Linked DNA regions of Hordeum vulgare: region 2 is linked to region 1. The links are chromatin contacts, called in public Hi-C maps. All regions are on one chromosome and are shown on one strand. The core of a region is the stretch at or near the end of the contact, and the rest is flanking DNA. Distances in the headings are between cores, read along the strand shown.

What was found. A called contact is a pair of places that touch in the nucleus more often than the background predicts.
Region 2: a Hi-C map of seedling shows a contact between it and region 1, with 2.4 times the contacts expected there. The contact joins the promoter of LOC123413030 here to the promoter of LOC123411853 in region 1. A contact is called at or near these places in 1 of 6 Hi-C or Micro-C datasets (seedling) and 1 of 1 datasets of contacts at active chromatin or transcription factors (embryo).

Annotation. Positions count from the first base shown.
Region 1 is chr7H:131,068,518-131,075,488 of MorexV3_pseudomolecules_assembly, forward strand. LOC123411853 (nucleotide-sugar uncharacterized transporter 2) reads right to left here and starts at 3,588. Exons shown (of 7, transcript XM_045104812.1): 1 at 3,299-3,588; 2 at 1,857-2,008; 3 at 1,527-1,735; 4 at 1,326-1,419; 5 at 1,070-1,236; 6 at 821-991; 7 at 1-121. The coding sequence starts at 3,377.
Region 2 is chr7H:131,642,512-131,649,482 of MorexV3_pseudomolecules_assembly, forward strand. LOC123413030 (C2 and GRAM domain-containing protein At1g03370) reads left to right here and starts at 2,790. Exons shown (of 9, transcript XM_045105975.1): 1 at 2,790-3,888; 2 at 4,756-6,027; 3 at 6,402-6,584; 4 at 6,837-6,971. The coding sequence starts at 3,540.

The DNA.
Region 1 (6,971 bases), core at 2,338-4,837:
AATGACAGCTCCATAAAGACTGGTGAGTCCAGGATCAGATTTAAATACCAGAAACCCAGAGAGCATTATGACAATAGTCTTGAATTGGCCAAGCACAACATGAGACAGAGCTGAGGTTGCACTGCATCATACAAAAGCCGGAGTCAGTTGACTTTCACAGGTTCCACAAAGGGGGGGAATGACAGAATAGAAAGAATGCATGAATACGAAGCATGATTACACGAGACATGTCAGTACTATGCTTTCAGGAGGAACAAAGTAATGGATAGTGGGCAGGCTTTCTATTGTCCGTTGGAAACTTGATCTTGTCATTTATCAGTGTAATGGTGAAATAGGCATCTTACTCGCAAGATAGTGCATAACAGAAACAGTCCTATGGTTTTAAGACAGAAATTGTAGGTGCAAGTAGAAGTATAGAACAACTAAAGGCAGATTGCATATCAATGTTTGAGTCAGCTCACGAGTGCACATTTACAAGCAAAGTGGTACTTTCTCTTATTAAAATGTTTAAGCATGTGGGTATGGCATGCATACGAACACTTCTTTATTATTTTTATTATCAAATATGGGATGTTGCCTAATTACAATAGATCACGTGAAGGAAGTCATGAAGCCTAAAACATAATCTAGTACTCCCTCCGACCCATAATATAAGAGCACTTTTGACACTACACTAGTGTAAAAACGCTCTTATATTATGGGACGGAGGGAGTAACAAACTTGGACACATAAATACATGCTTTTGTTTCAGGAGAAACATGCACATTGACAGAATAGAAGGACAATCATGCAAGAGAAAACTAGAAGTGGTATGCCTCACCCAAGTGCCAAAGCACCGGACCACTGAAGAAGAAAACCAAGCAAAGCAGATATGATAATTGCACAGCTGTTCTTGAAATTCCAGTTGAAAGACAACAATCCCGGAGGATCCATCAAAGGCATCAGGACAAGGAAGAAAAATATCGTAATTGGGGTTGTCTTCCACATCAACCTGATCAATAACCTGAATGTTAGGAGAAAATATATGAACTATGAGCCTGTCTCAGAAGAGACATAAATCACAACTTACGCAAGAGCAGTCCAGTTTCCACTCTGTTGCAGATTTGACCAGAGGATCTTGTTTATAGCACTAGGAATGATCCAAGCTACTGCTACACAAGCACCAAAAAAGTTGAACTCCAAATCAGTAACAGTTGCTACAGCCACACCAAATGACACTATAACTAGTGTGATAACCTGTAATAAAAAATATAAATTATTCTTACCAATTAGATCAACCAAAAAACTGAACAGTATATGAAGCTTAAATTTTCTAATAAATGTACCTTTCGAAAGGAGACACTTTTCTTGAGAAGAATAAATTCTGCTGCAACTATGGTTGGAGTTACAGCTATCTTAGCCATTTGATAAAACCCTACACTGAAGTTAGAGAACAGTGAGCAGAATATGAGAAAAATCGATTGGCCACAACTTTAAGGTAGTATTTTTGCATTTGTTGAACAGGGAGACTTCATTATTGATCTCACCTATTATGCTTTAAGCTGATATTAGCAAGTCCGGTGGAAAAAGACATCACAGCACCCAAAGCGAATAATGAGGAGAAAGGAGTGGATTTTGAAGGAGGGGCGATGGGCATCAAGTATAATGCCCTCAGGATGGCCATGAGGACCCAGGCAGCTATGTAATGAATTAGTGACAGTGCAACTGGGAAGTTAAAGCCAACCCTACCCATCACCTGCAAAATAAAACATATCATCTAAAAACTAAATGCAGAGACTAGCAGAAAAATAATAACTGAAAGAAAACTAAATAAGAGATGCCATGAAGTGTAAGAAAACTGAAAAGACAACACGCACCATCTTGTTTGCCATGATGATCCCAACAGAAACCACAAAGTTGAATGTTAGCGCAACACCCGGGCCACAAAACCTCTGCTGCTGCCGCTTAGCCCCTTCCGAAGTATGGAATTCATTGTAGAGAGAACCTCTCAGCTCCTCCATTGCCCGGCCTGGGAGGCCATAAAAGTGAAACCAAGAGTGCAAAGCTCAGTTTTGGTCAATCAAAAAGTGATGCAGATTAAGATTTATTTCATGCCACCAAAGCATACTTTGAAATGCATTTTTTCACCAAAAATAAAATCATGACAACTAGGGCAATAGGGGAAATAGCAATATCAAACATGGCAAGTGGCATCACAGTTAGTTTGCCTCCACTAAGAATGACTTCTTTCAGTAGATAATGCCCACAAGTGAACGTTACTTTTCAGATTCGACGCTCTTCATGCCAACAAAGAATTCAACTTTTTCTACGGGTAGCCAATGAAGAGGTAGCCAATGAAGAGCTGACCAGAATCAAAGTTCAGAAAGGAGCTGAACTAACTGATTTTCCCTGTGCATTATGCATAACTAGGAATAAAACAAAAAAGGAGTTACACACAAGTGTGCCCAATCATACCAAGCTAGTGTCCTTGCCATGGAATCTAAACACCCACAAGACGAGAGCACCATTCAACGCATAAATCGCCACAACTCACATGCCAAGGCTGCCATCAATTTGCAATCGCTGGAAACAGTCCCATCACTTCATGAGAGAGGGTGCACAGAAGCATATTCACTGATTTGGGGATCAGGAAGTAGGAACAAATATTACTCCAATTTATCCCACAAGAGCAAGAGAATGAACAAACCCACAAGTGAGCTTAAGGCCGTAAGCATGCTGTTGCTTCGCCCTATCCACATCATACCCAAACGAACTGAAGAGCCTGTTAGAGCCTAATGAGGTATGCATTAGTTAATTTTCTTTGTACATTTCCTATTAAAAACTAAATCAGCACCTGGTGAGCAGATAACCGGGAAAAGGTCAGTTTGATATCGGCCAAAATGAGAATAACCAACTGGAAATGGCCGGTTTCCTATATTGTTTGTATTTTGTAGGATTCGCTGGTACAACCTCAGCAAGCTTAACAAAACTAGGGCAATACAATTTTGAAGAAAGCAGTTTTGCCACGTGTACAAGTAATTCAATGTGGAAAAGATGCGATTTTCACGCCATTTATACGTACCAATGAAGAAGCTTAAAAAATAGATTGGCCGTAAAGATGCAGAACAGCAAGGACCGCCTCCGTGCACTCAAAACTCAAATCTTTATAACTGCTCGAAAGAGGAGTGGAGTTGAAGTAAGCCGAGAAACCACATTGCTGCTAACGACCTTCCATCTCTGATCTCGCCTCCCCAAAAGGCGCACAGCGAGCAACAAGAGAGCTAGAGCAGAAAAGAAGGCCGCGGGAGGGGGCACTGACCAGCCTCGCCGGCGTCGCTGTCCTTGCGCTTGATGAAGCGCCGGCCGCCGCCGCGCAGGATGAACTCCCATACTCCCATTGCCGCCGCCGCATCAGCCGGCAGGCTCCCACGGCCCGGCCGCTCCAACCGGCGCCGCGGCTCGATTCGTCCGGCTCCGGAGGAGCGAGGCGCAGGTCTGGGCTATTCCAAGCTGCAGAGAGATGGGAACAGGGGGTGGTGGCCGGTAGGCGAGTTCGGGAGATGCGGAACCTGGGAAAGCTACCGTAGTTCAATGAGGTCTTCTTTTACGCAGACGGTAGGATTGCAGTTTAACCAGGAGATTTATAACTCTGACTAGCCCGTGCTTTGCCACGGAATAGCAAATAATATATACACATAAATAAAACTTTTTAGTAGACATTTATATCTCCTTAATCAACATCTTCTCATCAGATACTTCTTTCGTCACAGTATAGTGGGTGTTTATCACAGGGCTTTCAAACCTAGATGTTTTTCTATTGGTAGAAAAAATCGAGCCGATGAGCTGTAAAAGCGCCTAATTAACCTCAAAACTGACGCATTAGTAACCCCGCGTTCACTAAACAAGCGGCTTCCTCGCATGCATTGGTGGAGACGGTTTTCAAAACACCCCAATTAATACGCTAATTAATGCCATGCGCCTTATTTGCTTCTAATTGTGAAAAATTATCGTTTTGGAGATACACCCAATATAGTGTGATGGAGGGAGTACTTAAAGCAACTCTAGCAGACCCCACATCCGCCGGCCCGCAAAACGTGTTTGCAGTTCGCGCGAAACCACTTTTGCGGGCCGGCGCGGGGTGGCACAGATGCAGACCCCCAAACGGATCCGTAAAAAAGTATATTCGTGGAATATGCTTTTTTACGGGTCGGCTTCTGCTCGGGCTCCACCGCGACGACCCGCAAACAAAAAACTGCAAATCTCGCATTTGACATAGGGTTTGGCAAACAAGTTCAAGTTCAAACGAAATAAACAGTTTGTGCGCAAATAAAAGCGAAGTTCATTACGCAAAAGAGGGCATGCAAAGGTTTGCGCCCATGTCCGCCATCCGTTTCATTGTAGTTGAATGGCTCGAAAGAGGCTTGATCTATGTCAACTGCGTTCGTGTCCAACATGTTCATGAACTCGTTTGTTGCATTGTTCGAACCACTGCTATAGCGAACGATAACAAGTCACGAGCTATCAAGACTAATGGCGAAAAATGAAAAGGAATCGCCAAGACCGAAGAGGCATACCTTCTGGCCATTTCGTCGAACACCTCGGCCGCGGGGGGAGCGGAATTGTTCAACGGCATCGCCAGAGCACCTCTTTGCGGGGGGGGGGGGGGGTGAAGTCAGAGGTTGAATAAGGTGGCTTCCTTGAAGCCGGAACCTTCCTCCGCTTTACGGCAGCGGCCTTGTCGGCCTTCTACGCCGCCGGCCGGGATCACACTGCGGCGTTGGCGCCCGGAGCGCGGGCCGTCGCGGCGGGGGCAGCCGGATTCCCGCCCTGCACGACCACGATGCCCTGCCTCTTTCGGGAAGGCGCGGCTTGTGCTCGGGCGATGGTGGCGGGGGCAACATGGCCGGCGACGAGATCCGCCCGAGGGGAAGGAGCATGCGCGACCTCCACGATGACGGGGATAGCATGGGGTCCTCCATGACGGCGAGGAACGGCTGGGGAGGAGGAACCGGAGCTTGCGGAGGGGGCAATGGTGGCGGAGGGTGCGGGGAGCGGGGAAAGGGCGCGCGGAAATGTTCCTCCCGCCAAATCTCGCGCCGGATAGGGGTTCAGCTTGGGTCGGCCTCCCAGCCCATGAAGATGGAGGTTGGGGGAGAAGATTTGCCGCGCCCCGCAAAAAATAATGCGGGTCGGCGCGGGATGCGGGGTCTGCTCGTGCGGATTTTCCGGCCCCGACCCGCAATTTGGCGGTTATTTTGTGGGTCGGGGCGGGATGCGGGGTCTGCTAGAGTTGAATAGGGATGCAAATGGCACTACTTTATCCTAGCTTGTTTTTTGTCAACAAATAAGGGTTAGTTCTTTTGATAGTTTTTAGAATAAACAAAAATAAGTTGTCCCCTACCCAGCTTATTCTAGAAGCCCAATCAAACATATTATTTTAGAAACCTACTCCCTCTGTAAACTAATGTAAGAGCATTTAGATCATTATTTTAGTGATCAAACCCCTCTTATATTAGTTTACCGAAGGAGTACTAATTAAGACTTGATTACTATGCTTCTAAAATAATATTTTTAGGTGGGCTTCTAGAATAAACTGGGTAGGGGACAACTTATTCTAAAAGCCCAAAAAAGCTACCAAAAGAACTGGCCGTAAGATGGAACCAACGAAATATTTATATCCAAGCACAAAATAATGCAAACTGCACCTCACAAATTTACAAAAAATATGAAGTATAATACATCATAAGTGGTACATACTATCGTATCAAACAATTAGAACTAATATTAAATCGATCATTAATGCTTGGTTTTTCCTCAGTATCTTCAAAGGGAAAAGAGACTGATAGATAATCCTAATTTTGAGCTAGCTCTGTATCTCATCTCAATATAATGGGAGGTGGGAAGCAAAAAAAGAAGGCCAGTTATTCTCCATGATGTAATACCATTATACCAGCTACAAAATCAACAACATAGTTTACATTCCAGGATAAAAATTATGTCGAAACCTACATTCATTATTCTGATACATCATGCATTCAACTACTATTTCACTACCGTTGTTCTCAATTTGCGCCCATCCACCTAAAGCCATGGTTGCAAGCATGTATCCCATGGAGGTTGCAGTCGCCAGCCACACCATGACGAATATTGGCCATTTTTAACTCGTGCCTAAAAAATATCCACCAGCATCCCTTCAATCACAACTTAGCTATAGAAAATGAGTAGCAAAAGGGGGTTCAAAATTTTCCCTTGCCCCACATTGTACATGACAAGGAAGTTGACATGGTGTGCAAAATTTTGCAGGATACTAAATGTTGAATGTGGAACTATAACTAACTTCACTATATAGAAGTTGTCAAGTATCTTTGCTCGAGTCATTTCTCTAAGAAGGAAAGGTTAAAACCAGAAGTTTAATTTCACAGAAGTTTCTAGAAATAAGCAATGTGAATATACTACCTCACTCTAACATACGAACAATGCATTTCTTTTCTTCAGATTATATTTTACAAACTTACATAAGATGGTAAGCGGCAGCTCTGCTTTATAATGATCATGTTGTTGCTACGTTTCACAAGTGTACCTTTGGCAATATTAAACAGATTACCTTCCTTCTGAAAATAATATGGCCATCACATGATATTCTATGCACGTGTCTCTGAATGCAAATACGTAGATATTTGATGCCTTTGTACCTCGATGACGTAAATCCAATTTTGGAAAACAAACAGTGAAATTTGAGTTTTTATGTTTTAGTAGTCATGAACCAAAGTACCTTTCAATCAGTAAAACTGAAATTAAATATCATGTTTATCAAAATCACCTCCATTTACAACTTGTGGACTTCTCCTTCATTGCTATTCTTGACCCTTGTCTGCGCAAGCATCATTGAAGAATTTTCAGAAGCATGAACAAAAGAAACGAAATATGTGCTTATGCCTTATATCTTCTAGGCTGGAAGTGGGGGAAACCTGCAGATCAAACACTAAGAGTAT
Region 2 (6,971 bases), core at 1,540-4,039, 570 kb after region 1:
ACCCCTCACGATGTAACCACCCAAGTTCAAACTTGAAACATGGTTTACATTGTGGTCTAGGCATGCCAGCGATCAATAGAATGGGAGCATGGTCCGACAATCCCGCTCAAGAGCATGTACTGACACCAGTGGGAACTTAGATTCCCAATCAGTATCCATCAGTACACTGTCTAGCTTTTTGTATGTGGGTTCAGGGGGAGAATTAGCCCAAGTGAACTATCTCCCGACCATTGTAATTTCTCTTAAGTTGAAGCTGTCAATGACTGCATTGAACAAAAGAGGCCAACGGCTGTCGAACCGTCCGCTACTTTTCTCAAATGGAAACCTAAGCAAATTGAAATCCCCTCCAATGATGAGAGGATGAGGGTTATCTTTTGCCAAGTTTAACATTTCACAGGCTCTAATGATCAGAGGATGAGGGTTATCATCCGTGACCATGGAGACGGACATGACCGTTGGCGACGACATCAGCGAAGGCGAGCGAGAAGGACTAACAAGGAGAGTTAGGCAGTTGCGCGGCAACATGGGAAATGAAGGAGGGAGCTGGGAGAAGTTGGGTCGATCGATTTGATTCCGATTTGAGATGGCTTCGCCTTTGGACATAGTCGACATGGCGAACTTGTCCATTCGCGTCCAGGCTTCCTCGTATTTATCTTAGATATTGATTGAACATGAAAAGTGTTGGTCAGTCCGGACATTTTAAATTTAACCAAACACTATGAATACGAGGACAACACTTTCAGCTTGGAAAAAAAGACAATAATAATAATGCTTTTTATAGAAAGAACACAATAAGCGTAGTACTTCCTTCGTAAACTAATATAAGAGCATTTAGAACACTATTTTAGTAATCTAATTGCTTTTATATTAACTAGTACAAATGCATGTGCGTTGCACCGGGCTAGAAAAAGTTGCAGAACCTATTTGTTTTGCCATTAAATGTTAAATGTAAATTAAGACATCTATAGCATCACTTCTAACCCTTGTTTCGATTAATTGTTTAAAGTCCGTGTCATGAGATTCATGTCATTGGTTAAATGTTGGACATATATCAGGAACGGGATGCTAGAATACGGAAATATAGCGAAACCTCAATTCTCGCCGTGTGCGTATGACACATCATGGGTGGCTATGGTGCCATCGCCGGACTTCAATCCTCAGGCTCCATGCTTCCCTCGGTGTGTTGAATGGATATTGCAAAATCAACACTCTGGTGAGTCTTGGGGTATCAACGTATTTGGATCCGGCGAAATGGAACGCCTTTCTCTCCGCGTGAAGCCTGCCGGCCTCCTCTTTCCCTTGATGCGTCCCCGGCCTCGCCGTGCTCCGGCCCGGCCATCCCCGTCGTCGCGCCGCCCCTGCCCGCTAGCCTCCCGCCCCGCCCCCTGGCCATCCCCGTCGCCGCATCGCCATGCTCGTCACGCCCGACCCTCTCCGCCTCAGCGCGTCGTCGCTAGTCCGTCTCTGGCCCGTCGCCTCCAAGCGACGTCGTCAGGCAGTCGCCGGCCCATCGCCTCCTCGCCCGTCGGATCCTGGACCTGACGAAGCGGCGGCAGAAGGCCTCGAGGTCCTCCTCCTTTGGGCGCAGACTCGTGTGTGGGGAAGAGGAAGGGGATGTGGCGTGATGTGTTTGTTTAATGGACTACAGATTGAATTCCGAAAACTACAGAGGCGTTTCTACAAAAACGAAACGTTTTTCAGTTGAAGTGGTAGTAGTGGTGGCAGTGGTGGCGCAGAATTGGAGAAAGAAAAAGAGGAAAGCTGTCCAAAGAATGTGAACGTAAGTATCCGATGTTGTCTCTCTAGTTTGACATCTCTTCTTTTCCTGATAACTTAATCTCTTGCAGCCCAACAAAGAAGAAGATGGTAAAATGAGAACAACGGCAGCAAATGTCGCTGCTCGGCAGGCAGTTGGAGGAAGTGATATGTTTTCAAAGTGGCAGCTGATGGTCGAACAAGCTAAGCAGAAGCGGGCACCAGCTCCAAGACCATCCCATGTATCTGGAAAAGGGTCGGCAGAACGCAGTGAAACGAAGCCAAAAAAATCACCCCAACCCACGCACCCCTAACTCACCCCAACCTCCACACCTTATCCTCTCACCTCCCACACATCCTGAGCCACCACCCACCACCTCCACGTTCTTCCTCCTCCACCCACCCTCCCAGTCCCGACCATGTCTCCCGCCCCATCCACCACCCAGCGCCCCCCGCCACCGGCCACCACCACGCGCCGCCCGCCTCTGCCACCACGGAGCAGATGCGATGTCGCTGCTGTTGCGGCCCGTCGTGCTGCCCATGTGTGCTGCGAAGAGCGGCGGTGGAGCAACAACGACAAGTGGTGGGAGAGGAACAAGCAAAGCCTGACGCACCAGCGGGGCGGGAGCGGGGGGCGAGGAGGTGGTGGGGCCCTAGACCAGGTGTTGGGCGTGCTCCGCCGCGACGGCGAGTTCCTCCAGGCCGCGGTCGGCGGCTCGCTAAGCGATGTCCTCTCGCTCCACTTCATCGAGAAGAAGCAGCAGCAGCGGAAGCGGCCGAAACCTAAGCACTTTAATGGACCGCGGGTTGAATTCCGAAAATTACAGAGGCATTTCTATAAAAACAAAACGTTTTTCTGTTTGTATCACTTAAAAACGTACCGCGGGTTGAATACCGAAAAATTTAAGGGTACTTAAAAATGCCGCGACGGACGACAGAAGCACTGCGTTACAGAGGGAGTAAAGGCTACACTTTATGGGCTCCTTTTTGCATACCTGTGATGATGGTCGTGGTAAAACGGGCGTGATGGAGGGGGCAGAAAGGAGGGCGATGCGCGCACGACCTCACCGGCGGCTGCGGGGGGCTGTGCGGTAGTTTGAAAGTCAGCAGCAGAGGGAGGGAGGGAGGCGACGCGGGCAGTGAAGTCACTCCTTTTCTCCAAAATCCCTCCCTCGTTTTCCATCTCCTCTTCTCCCTCCCCAAAGTCTTCAATGCCCCAAACCCAACGCCCATTCTCCCTCCCTTCCTCCCCCAAGAAATCCTCCTCCCCCCGCCGCCGGGACCCCACCCCGCTCTCCGCCAAGCCAAGCCCGCCCCTACTCGACTCGCCGTCCGTCTTCTCCCAGTCCGTGCGGCGCTCACCGCCGTCTCTTTTCTTGGATTTTCTTCCCCCTGGTCCTTCGGTTCGGGGGATTCCCTTCCTTTTTGTTGCTTCATTCTGGAAAGCGCCCCGTCGTTGTCCCCGGATTCGCCGCGCTTCAATCTGGATTTGTTTGATTCGTTTTGCTCGCTTGCTTGCTTGGCTCGGAGCTTCATGTGGTCTCAGCTCTCTCCCGCGCTTCCCCGACCCAGCAAGCGAGCGACTTCTTCTGCTACTTCTCGCTGATTTCTGATTCGGTCCCAGACGCCACCATGATTTCCTTCTGAATTCCTTCCAAAAAAAGAAGCTGCTTTCAGTCTGAATTGGAAAGAAAAAAAGTTTCTTGAAGCTTCTTGATTTGATTTGAACCACGCAGACCGCCCAAATCAATCAATCTTGACAACAACCATAAAAAGAGGAGGAAATGAGGCTTGTGGTGCATGTCATCGAGGCCCGCAACCTCCCGGCGGCGGAGGCGCAGGGGCAGGGCGACCCGTACGCCAAGCTGCAGCTGGGGAGGCAGCGGGCCAAGACCAAGGTGATCAGGAAGTCGGCCAACCCCGTGTGGGACGAGGAGTTCGCCTTCCGGGTCGGGGACCTCAAGGAGGAGCTCCTCATACGCGTCACCGACGAGGACAAGTACTTCTCCGACGACTTCCTCGGCCAGCTCAGGGTGCCCCTCTCCGCCGTACTCGACGCCGACAACCGCTCCCTCGGCACGCACTGGTACCCGCTGCAGCCCAAGAGCAAGAAGTCCAAGATCAGAGATTGTGGTAACCATCTTCCTTCCACACATCATTTTCTTTCCCTATTCTTTTCTTAGTTAAATAGTTGTTCCATGATGATGATAATGTGGTCTTGTTGTTTTCCTGAATTCGTGTTAGTTGGACAGTGACCGATCCAGCGTTGTGATAGATGGGGTTGTGCTAGTTTAACCCTCCTTTCTGCATCCTCTTTTCGCCAACAGCTTCTCTCCGTAACCTTTCCACGCATCATGTTGTTCATATTCTTTTCTTAGTTAATTGTGTGCTCATCTGAAATCTCGCAAGCAACAGGTTATGAGTTCAAATCTGGCAAATTATAGGGAAAGTTCATACGGATGTCCCGCCAGCCGCGGTTGCTATGAATCAATCTATAGTTGGTTCCTGAGGAGCAGGGTGCCACACCGTTGGGCTATGAAACAGTTAGCAGTTCCTTATCACTTCTGGGAATATATTACTTCCCAGATTATCCAAAACTTCTGACATAATCAACACAGTAGTGGATGTATACCTGTCATAGCTTTACTGCCTTTTTTTTAACTTATCCTTAGCTTCCAACCCACTATCAGCTGTTTAACCCTTGAATGATGTAATTTAACGACTCAAACTATTAGGAATTATAAGAAACTAAACCGCGGGGACTCTTTTTCTATTAGCATCAATATTACCGTTCACTAGTTTGATCGACTTCTCATCACTCATTCCCCATCGTTTAATCTCAACAAAAAATAATGTATTCACTATTTTGGCTTGTAATGAGGTGAATAAAAACAGTGCCTATCCGACCGACATGATTATCCTCTTTGTTTTTTTGTGCATAGACTACTGCCTATTTTTCACTGTGGGCGGTTATTTACATGCTGCTAACATCTTCTGTAGGAGAAATTCATCTCACTATATCTCTATCTCAAAGTTACCCTGAAGAGACAGCGACACTTGCGCATTGGGCTTCAGACGACTTTGCATCAAGTTCAGACAAATCAAGTGAACTAAGGAAGGGATCTTCTTTGCCAAATATTCCTATAGAAATATCCGCGTCGCCACCGCGTAGCGATGAAGCAGAAATCACCAAGGAGGATAAATCAAATGTTGGTCCATCATTTGTCAACCGGCTGCAACAAATCTTTTCAGTAAAACCAAAAGACACGGAAGTTTCTGTTCCACCTCTGTTCAAGCACGACCGTGGTTTGGATACTCTTGAAGAAATGCCATCAACAAGCGCACAAATTTCTGATGAGCAGGACTCTGAAACTAGCGTAAATATGTCGTTTGATGAACTACTAAAAGCCTTTGCATCTAAGCATGAAGGCAATGATATGCCTGGAAATTTGTCAGGTGGAGTTCTTATCGATCAAGTTTATGCTGTTGCACCCAGTGACTTGAACGCACTTATTTTCTCACCAAGTTCAGAGATACTGCAATCACTAGCGAAGATGCAAGGAACTACTGGTTTGGATATTCAACAGTGGAGACTTGAAAATGATGGTGAGATCTTGAAGAGGGTTATAACCTACACAAAAGCTGCTACTAAACTAGTTAAGGCCGTGAAAGCAACAGAAGACGTGACATATCTGAAGGCAGATGGAGATATGTATGCAGTTTTAGCAGATGTCAGTACTCCTGAGGTCCCTTTTGGCAATAATTTTAGGGTGGAGGTTTTAACCTGTATAATGCCAGGGCCTGAAGTAAGAGATGATGAAAGATCTTCACAGCTTGTAATCTCTTGGCGCGTAAATTTCATGCAAAGTACCATGATGAAGGGCATGATAGAAAATGGTGCAAAACAAGGACTGAAGGATAACTTCAATCAGGTCTCTGAACTTCTGGCTCAAAATGTCAGACCAGTTGATGCAAAAGATACAACAACAAATAATGAAAGCTTGTCTTCCGTGCAACCGGAAACAGAATCCGACTGGAAACTAGCATTTCGAATCTTTGGAAATTTTACTGTTGTATCCTCAGTTGTTGCGCTAATTTATGTTTTTGCACACATCATCCTTGCAAGTCCTAGTGTAATTCAAGGTCTCGAGTTCCCTGGCCTAGACTTGCCGGATTCTGTTGGTGAAGTTGTGGTTTGTGGAGTTCTTGTTCTGCAAGGACAACGTGTCCTTAATATGATTGCACGGTTTGTCCAGGCAAGGAGGCAAAGAGGTAGCTCATATCTCCTTTCCGCTTTTACTCCCGTTATTTTTCCTAGTAGGAATAGAAGCATTATGCATGAGCTCATGTGTTATTTAACAGAATCACTGTGAAAGTGTGAATAATAAAATTTCAGCAGATAGACCCAACAGTTCTTGACACTTGACAATGACAAGATACAAATGCTTCTTTAGGAATTTTCTGATAAAACAAGGTCACTGTTACCTTTTATTTTCTTCACCAGAATCTTCAGCTATTATTCTGGGCATATACTCTCTTCTTTTTTCAAAAAGGAGGGAATGCCCCCGGCCTGGAGTCTGGAGATATACTCTCATAATCTGCACGTAAGAGCAAACTTTGCTTACATGGTCTTCTGGAATGTGTAGGCGGTGATCATGGTGTCAAAGCAAAAGGCGATGGCTGGTTGCTGACTGTTGCTTTGATAGATGGGACCAACTTAGCAGCAACAAAGTCATCGGGTTACTCTGATCCATATGTTGTATTTACTTGCAATGGACAGACAAAGACAAGTTCGATTAAGTTTCACACTCTTGAGCCTCAGTGGAATGGTAAAGCTATAATTTATTTTGTTTGCAATATTTGCTAGCCATCTCATAACTTGCTAGAAACTCATTTGGAGCCAGCTTTATTTGACCTATTTACATTTGCTGTCATTTTGCTTTAATTCATGTAGTGCTAAACTTTAGAACTCCCAGTAACCAAAATGTATTATTGGGATCAAAGGAACCTCTATTTATTTGTAAGTATTTTTAGGTCTTTCAAGTGGTCAGGTTTCATTATAACCTTTTCGAAATGTGCAGAAATTTTCGAATTTGATGCCATGGAAGACCCACCCTCGGTGATGGAAATAAACGTATATGATTTTGATGGACCTTTTGATGAAGTTGCCTCCCTTGGTCACGTTGAAATAAATTTCTTGAAATATAGTATATCTG